3 separate regions of the Mus musculus genome follow, and regions 1 and 3 are each linked to region 2. The links are chromatin contacts, called in public HiChIP or PLAC-seq maps. All regions are on one chromosome and are shown on one strand. The core of a region is the stretch at or near the end of the contact, and the rest is flanking DNA. Distances in the headings are between cores, read along the strand shown.

What was found. HiChIP or PLAC-seq counts read pairs in DNA pulled down with a chosen protein or histone mark.
Region 1: a contact with region 2 is called in a BATF HiChIP or PLAC-seq map of CD8 T cells, with 6 read pairs. The contact joins two enhancer-like sites. A contact is called at or near these places in 1 of 484 Hi-C or Micro-C datasets (Th2 cells), 2 of 115 datasets of contacts at active chromatin or transcription factors (CD8 T cells and Th17 cells) and 1 of 9 other capture datasets (embryonic stem cells).
Region 3: a CTCF HiChIP or PLAC-seq map of CD8 T cells shows a contact between it and region 2, with 9 read pairs. The contact joins two enhancer-like sites. A contact is called at or near these places in 1 of 15 datasets of contacts at CTCF or cohesin (CD8 T cells), 3 of 484 Hi-C or Micro-C datasets (cortical neurons and liver) and 4 of 115 datasets of contacts at active chromatin or transcription factors (CD8 T cells, T-cell acute lymphoblastic leukemia, effector CD8 T cells and 1 more).

What each region holds. Positions count from the first base shown.
Region 1 is chr9:95,349,136-95,351,846 of GRCm38.p6, forward strand. No RefSeq gene overlaps it. Among named protein-coding and RNA genes, the nearest start is that of Gm32018, 40 kb to the left of the region's middle. Within about 2 kb of position 1,321, at least 19 of the 459 cell types and tissues checked have an H3K27ac peak or open chromatin away from gene starts, as enhancers often do. A contact at or near this core is called in CD8 T cells, where this site is marked.
Region 2 is chr9:95,149,847-95,152,546 of GRCm38.p6, forward strand. The region is part of intron 14 of Slc9a9 (solute carrier family 9 (sodium/hydrogen exchanger), member 9); the gene reads left to right. Among named protein-coding and RNA genes, the nearest start is that of Gm32018, 160 kb to the right of the region's middle. Within about 2 kb of position 1,350, at least 40 of the 459 cell types and tissues checked have an H3K27ac peak or open chromatin away from gene starts, as enhancers often do. A contact at or near this core is called in CD8 T cells, effector CD8 T cells and regulatory T cell precursor, where this site is marked.
Region 3 is chr9:95,327,331-95,330,030 of GRCm38.p6, forward strand. No RefSeq gene overlaps it. Among named protein-coding and RNA genes, the nearest start is that of Gm32018, 18 kb to the left of the region's middle. Within about 2 kb of position 1,416, at least 42 of the 459 cell types and tissues checked have an H3K27ac peak or open chromatin away from gene starts, as enhancers often do. A contact at or near this core is called in CD8 T cells, effector CD8 T cells and regulatory T cell precursor, where this site is marked.

The DNA.
Region 1 (2,711 bases), core at 71-2,570, 200 kb after region 2:
TGAAACCCGCAGAACACTTGTGCATGTGATATTGTGAGACATACAGGAGTAGAAGCCCAGGAAAAACACAGAGGGGTGACACCAGACATCCCATCAAGCAATGACTTGTCTCTTGGGATTCAGTCCAGAGAGATATCAGAAAATAGAACCAAACAGCTGCAAACAGAGTTGACAGGAAATTGGGGCCCACCACTAGGAATTTTTAGCAAGGAAGGATCTTAACACAAAACATTCTATGGAACAGCTCCATGACAAATGAAATGTGCTCATAAGGAGAAATTGGTTTCTGCCCACTGGGCCAACTATAGAGTGGCACTATGAGGAGTGGCACTATGAGGAGGTGTGGCCTTATTGGAGTAGGTGTGGCCTTTGTTGCAGGAAGCACATCACATTGGGGCAGGCTTTAAGATCTCCTATGCTCAAGCTACATCCAGTGACACAGTCTCCTTCTGCTGCAAGATGTAGAACTTCTCCAGCACATCTGCCTGTACATCACCATGCTTCACACCATGATGATAATGGACTGAACCTCTGAAACTCAAGCCAGCCCCAATTAAATGTTTTCCTTTCTAAGAATTGCCTTGGTCATGGTGTATTTTCACAGCAATAAAACCCTACCTAAAGCAACAGCCATCTTATAGCCTTCTCCAGACAAGCAAGAGATGCTGTGGCCTGAACTAAGGCAGCAGAAATAGAAAAGGAAACACAAGACAGTGTTTTCTTGATATTATTTCAAGGTCAGCAGCAACAGACTCAGCAGCTATTGATCGTAGGCAACAAAAATATAAGAAAGTTCACTTGAATGTACAGACGATGTCACGATGGTGTTAGTGTATGTGTTGCTTAGAGACAATATCACAAGACCTGTGGAGTTAGAGCTGTCTATGGAACCTTTCAGAATGTCTGTATTAGAACTGGAAAGAATAGACTGGAGTTTTGGGATTGTATCAGCTGATCTCAAGCAGTGAGGGCCTCAGAGGGGAGGGACAACCTAGAGAGGGCTGGCGGAGCAATAACTGAGCAGAGATTGTTGACCTCGAAGTCAACGCATCTCAGTAAATGAAGATTATCCCAACGAAACAGTCTTGGGTTAACCATTCTGAGATCTGTGAAAATATTCTAATTGAAAAAAAATTCATTAGGGTGCTCATTAGACAGAAAAACCATTTGAGATGCAGATCTATTACCCTTCAGAGTTTATGTTTTCCTGAAGCCTTTTGCTAAGCTGAATCCCATTGTTTTTCTGCTTAGACAGCAGGAACACTAATGATGTGAGCTGTAGTTAAGAAGCATCTCCAAGTCCGCTGCCGGTTGAAAGTTTCAGAATGAATAATGCCAGAGGCACTGGAGGGGAGAGCTGGAAGGAGATGTGTGTGCTGTGCTTTTAAAAATAATGCACTTCACATAAAGAGAAACTATTTAAAACGAGGTAAAGGTTTCAAAATATTAATCACTAATTTTATAGTATACATATAACATATATATGTACATATACATATGCATATGCATATCCACGTGCTCTCTATCTGTACACATCAACTGGAGAGATCAGTTCCCTCTGAAGCAGTCAGTTTCCCTTCTGTCAGATATGACTCATGAGTAAGACTCCACCATCATCAGTGAGATCAGGAGTTTGGCTGCCCTTACATCCTTGCAGCATACTGTAGCTCAGATCACGAACAGCCATCTTCCTTCTGCAGCAGAAATAATCTCCCAGGGTTACACCGGATGTGATTTGAATTCTTGTGGTTTTTGGCCACTTGTAGCTTATTTCTTAAAAAGTCTATTGATCTACTTTCCAGAGAGGCAAACTTAGTTACAACTTTTTTCTCTTTTTGTCTTTAGAGATGACTTCCCCAAAATACTTTTCTACACCCTTAAAAATTAGCATCCTACTGAAGCACTCCATCATACATCTAACTAGACTATGAAATCATCCATAATTACTCAGCAACCCCCCATATAGTCAATTCTGTTCCATGGGGTAAAAAAACAATAGAAGGAATGAAATATGTAGGCAACAAGAGGCAGAAGTTATGTTTTAAGGAAACAACCAAAAATATCAAGAAGCTATAAGCAAGAGCTAAACTGGGCAGCATCAGGCATTAAGTGCTGTAGACTCATCTCTAAAGGAAGGATTCTCATGAATTGTGCAAATCCAGAAGTTTCCATAGAAGAGAAGCTTACTCTAAAACACTGGAGCATGTCTTTTTGTTTTTCTCTATTTTTGTTATGGAGATATTTGTGCTACATCTTGCTACCCAGCTGAGGAGCAGGGCCATAGGTTTGGTGTGTAGATGTCTTTGGGTCCACTGAAAATCCAGAACTTCATTGTGTATTGGAAATGGGATCAAAGCTTTAGTTCCCTCCACTCCCAAGTCCACATCTATGCATCTTGCACACACACACACACACACACACACATACACACACACACACACACACACACACAGAGAGAGAGAGAGAGACAGAGAGACAGAGAGACAGAGAGACAGAGAGACAGAGAGACAGAGACACACAGAGATAGACTGAACATATATACAGAGGAAACACAAGGAGGATTATTTCCCTGCAAGTCTAATGTCTTACATAAGCAGGATGCTTCAGCCTGGTGCAAGCCAATTAAAGCAAAATGGCAGCCTTATGGCCACTGGCACACCCAGCCCCTTGTTCACAGCTCTTCTAGCTATTCACAACTCGTCTTTCATTTA
Region 2 (2,700 bases), core at 100-2,599:
CTCCTTTTGAGAGGAAAAAAAATCCCTTCACTCTATATGTGAAGTCCTCGGGCCCGTCTGTGAGCTACAATGCTCAGAAGATGAACAGTATGGTGATTGGTAATTGTACAAGCGCTTCGCAAACATCAAGTGCTTCATAAAGTTGAAATGATACTAAATTCAGTGACAGGTTTACAGGCCTGAAGGCCTGCAGACGCTCTATGCAGATAGAAACCAAAAAAAAAAATGTATTACATTTTTATTATTTTTAAATTCCTGCTGATTTCCCAGTATATCCAAGATTATGATGAGCATGTAATTTTCCTCTCAGTCTTCAGACACAGCATTTGAGAAATCTTTCCGCCTGCATCTTTGGTTCCCACAAATGTCACTCCTCCAAGATGCCTCACTGTGACATGGCCCCTGTGACATGGCCACCTTTGGCCTTCCTGCAAGGAGCTGATGTCCTCTGGCTGGCTAAGGCTTCCCCTTCCTGACCCAGCCTTGTCGGGAATGTTTGTGTTTCCAGTAGGAAATGCACCTAAATTCCTGCTGAGCCTGTTTCTCTGGTGAGCCCAGGCTGTGGCAAATGGCTAAGAAGACTGGGGGGGCTTTAGGGAGATTTCAGTTCGAGATTTTCCAAACTTCTCTTCTGGACTCATAAGTAGGTCTCGCAATCAGTTTGGTAGGCTCTTACCCAGAAGTTTTTAATACATCAGAGCACATTGCAGAATTAGAAATAAATATTATTTGTGTCGCTGGTGTCAGGGCATGCATGTGTTTGTGCTTGGGCTGAAAAAATATGAAAACAAAACAAAACAAACAAACAAAAAAAAAAAAACTAAAAAACAAACATCATTCCTTGAAGTGGTCAGAAGTGGTCATGTTCAAAAGATCCTGAATGCCTGAGCTCTGTTGGCGTTGTGCCCTGTTGTGCCCTCGTGCAGGAATTCTCAGGCTTTTCCCCCAATTGTTTTAAGTTGTCAGCAAGTTAGAGAAGTTGCTATACAACCTCAGAGGAGAGCCCTCATCCCTTGGTTTTGGAAAAGTACAGAGGTGATGCCTTTGAGCTGGACTGGGAGAGGAAGGTAGAACTTGACAGGTTCTTGGATGGGGAGGATGGGTACAAAGCACAAGTTAAGGTTCTGACTTCTTGGATACGAAACCTCAGGCTCCCTGCCCCCTCCAACCTGCCCCCTCCAAGCCACGGTTTTTTAAATCCATTAAATGAGCACAGTCACATGTGTCCTACACAAAAACTGTAATGTCCAACTGGAGCGAGCAAAATCCGTATAAGTCAAACGAACACTAGGTGTGCTCACTGTCTCCAGGCAAAGCCACATTCAGAGAGAAGACAAGAGGGGCAAGTGTTATGTGTGCTTGGCAGGAAGTGAGAGCTGCAGCCTGGCACATTGAGGACTGGCCAGTAGAAGAGACTCTGAGGAGCCACATGAAGTGAAATTTGTAAAGAGCCTAAGCTCTGAGTCCTGGGGGATTTGTCTGAATGCAATTTGGGAGACAATGAAGAATCAGGAGCTACATCCAAACAGGAATGACAGAAGCTGCTTTTAGGAAGATTGACCTAACACTGATTTGGGAGAAGTCACGGGGTACCTAATTATGGTACTTACAACGGGAAGAGACAGGAAAGAGGCAAGAGCTAGGAAATTGTTGCCCTCCATCCTCAGGATTGGGTGTGGTATTTGTGGGGACGTCAGAGCTACAGAGAGAAAGAGCCAGGCTGTAAGGAAGCAGGGGTCCAGGTGGCCATAGGTGTCCAGCTGGATGACACTAGTCATAGTCACAGACTAGGGGAAGGACACTAAGAGGTGAAGCTCCCTCTCACCCAGGGAAACTCATTTTTGAGGTGCTCACGCTGAGCCAGATCTTGAGAATAAGCAAGCCACTTGCCTCACAGGTGGTGTTCTCTAGTGAACTTGCTATCTCCCTTCCTGCAGCTCTCTTACAGAGGAGCACTCCACAGTTAACACCCTGCGCGAAGAAGAGGCAGAACATTTATTTCAGTACTTTGCGCTAATTTGGTCTCATCAACTTGTCTTCTGTCTGCAGACCTCACTGAAATTCACCTCAGGCTAGCTCATGTTATGAATAGGCACGGCTGCACCACATCCTCCCAAGCCAAGTTCAGACTCATTAGCCTGAGGCAGCACAGCATGAGTCAGACAGCTCAGTTCACACCATTGGCACTTACCAGCTATGTGATGTGAGGGGAACCTCTTGAACTCTCTGGACCCTGATCTTTAAAATAAGGATGATGACAATGATAATCTCTACCTTGCAGGGGCTGGGTGAGACTCCCACGGCTGTACTCAGCATGTGTAACAAAGAGCTTAGAGGATGGGGGTGGGCTGTTATTACTCAAGGGCATGAATTGATACTGCTTCCCCATAATCACCCCATAGCCTTCCCCTTTTTCTATAGAAGAGCCTTCCTAGGCTCTGTCCAGGGGCAGTAAGTGATCTTACTACTGCCCCTCTGATCTCTGGATACAATGAAACCCAGCTACATACTCTCCCAGCAAAATATTTTTGTTTTATCTCAGCTTGCTTTGGAAAAGAAGATCAACATTCAGAGATGAGACTACTTGCTCTCTAGTGTTTCAAGAGCTGAGGACAGAGTATCGTAGGGAGAGAAGAAAGGAGGGAGGGAGGGAAGGAGGGAGGGAGGGAGGGAGGGAGGGAAGGAAGGGGTGCGTTTGGC
Region 3 (2,700 bases), core at 166-2,665, 180 kb after region 2:
ATTGCATTTTTGCAGAGAATTGGCATCAATTTCATCTCAGTACAATGGAATTTGGACCTCAGGAATTATTATATGTCATATATAATCTATGACATGTATGGTGTACAGTGTTTCTAGCCATCCCTCATACACTTTCATACAAAATATTTTTTTCATCCCAAAACATTTCCCTTCCTTTAGCCTTCTTTATCAGAAATATACTTTATGTCAATAACTCTTCTCTCAGGAAATTACTTTGTACCACAGATACTAGTTACTATCCCGAATACATTGTAAAAGAAAAGTTGTGTTGATGATGTAGCAAAACACATGCTTATTTGTGAATTCTAAGGTGTTCTGTATATATTTGAGCAAAACCTCTTTTTCTTAAGTTTTATATCTATCTATACACCTGTGCGTTCTCATCCACATGCGTGCTCACACCTTACAATCAGGTTCATATGACTTTAACAGTGGCAAGGTCTTAGGTTTCCTTGTCCCCTTGGGACACAGAGACACATAAAGACAGCTTGCAAACAAGTAACACTTAGGAACACAGATTATACACAGCTGCAGCCCAGAAACAAAATGACAACACATTCCATAACAGGAGTACATCTCACCACGGAGAGGGCAAAGGGCAGAATGGAAGCTCATAGCTGAGCAGGCAGTGTGCTTAGGAAGGCTCCTGCTGCAGACAGGGACAGTGGCTCACACAAGGTTTTATTGCATGTGCCTGAGAGCTGCGGGGCAGGGGCCAAGGAGGGATGTAGGAAGGAGCAGACCTTCGTGGCCTGGATGTAGTTCCTGAGGATGGAAAAAGATATGGGAAGAGGCTTGACTGAGGGGATTTGAGAAGCTACAGAAGCATCTTTTGGGCCCTCTTAATTAAATATGGACTATCAGGTTAGTTGTCTGCGAGTGAGAGGTAGCCACCCCTGCTCAATTCTGAAGTTACTTTGACTGGTGGGAACCCAGTCCTTGAAAGCTTGCCGGCAGTGGGGGTGCGTACTCAACCCGGTTCTAAAGATGTTTGTTAAGGACTGAGTTTTGCTTTCTATTTTTTAAATGTTAGCTCAGGCATGAGTCAGGATGGGCTGTAAAGAATGAGGGCCCCCCAACAACTGGAGCAGGGGAGGTGGGCCGTTTCCCAAAAGCTGTTGCCTGTACATGAGATTTGTTCTTTTAGCTGGTCTGCCTTGTCTCACCTCAGTAGGAGAGGAAGGGCCTAGCCTATCAGAGACTTGAAGTGCCAGGATGGGGGCGGGGGGGGGGGGGCGCGGCGGTATACTCAGGGAGGCCCCACCCACTCAGAGAAGGGGAAGGAAGGATAGGGGAAGGGTTGTGGGAAGGGGTGACTGGGAGGGGAGCAGTGAGCAGGGTGTACAGTAAATAAATGGAAGAACAAGAGAGAGAGAGAGATCCCCTTCCTGTCTGACTTGGGGTGAAAGCTGGTTTCACTTCAGCCAACAGTGAAATAGAGGGCAGACTCATCTTCCTGGGGCGGGGGTGGGGTGTCTAAGAATTTGTAGGTGGTAACAAGGTGACCTTTTTGATGGGAGAGGAAGAGGTTGGTTAATGCGTGAGGCCCTGAGACAAGTCCAGATGGGGCACCACATGGAGGAGAGAGGCTGCGTGGTGAATATCCTTGCCAAGACAGGGAGAAAGGAGAAGGGAACACGCACGTAAGGAGAAGGGAGCACGCACTTATCAGAGCAGGGGAGAAGTCAAAGAACGAGACTTTGAGTGACACCATTTGGGAGAAACTAGCCTCGTATATGATCAAAGCAAGGAGTCTGGCTAGTGGAGAGGCAGCCTGTTACCTCCCGCAGAAAAGTTTCCATTTCTGGCCACCCAGAGAAAGAAGCCTTGAGGAGTAGGTTTTTAGTAGTACGATTTGGCAAAGTAGAAAAGTATCGATACTGGAAGTCCTCAGCCATTTGCCGTTCACAGCATGAAGTTGCTGTGTAGGAGTTCTGAGGTCAAAGGTACACGTGATGGGCTATGAGGTGACTTAGTTGATTGGTGGAGAGGGATCAGAGACAAGCATCCTCAACTCTAACTCTCTTCTGGAGGTGTGACAAATGTCACAAACGGTGAGCTCGGTGGGAATAAGCGTCCTTAGATTCAGCTGATGGAGGGCAATGGGATCTAACCCAGTCCTGGTAGAAGACTCTGACCCAGGACCCAAGTTGTCAGAAAAAGTTCAAGAGAAGGAAAAAGTCCCCAGTGGAAAGTGGAAGCCAGTGTCAAGTTCAGGACTTTCTAAATGGCGATCCATTTTAGTGGAGCCTTCATCTGAACCACAGAAGAATTTCAGGCTTGGGGACAAAGGGGGACACTGAGACGGGCTGTCCTTTGTGGCAAGATATTTAATAGGAGAGCTGTTAACACCACAGGCAGACAGACATCTGGTGGGGCTCTGAATAGAGTTCATACTCATGCAGCAAAGTATCCAGGCCTTTGTACACATTTCAGAAGCGGGGAGGTTACGTGCCACCATGACAGTCCATAGTATGTGCCTGTCATCAGGCACACACCCCAGGAACGGGGATAGGGGAGAGGAAAGGGTCTTACCGTTCAAAACGGAAATCTGTGACCTCAAGGGTGGTGCATGGTTCATTTAGTTAATATGCATCCATCACACACATTGAGTCCCATGGTAGAAGGCAGAAAAGCAAGGGTACAAACTCCTTCCGCCAAGCCCTTTTACAAAGGCAT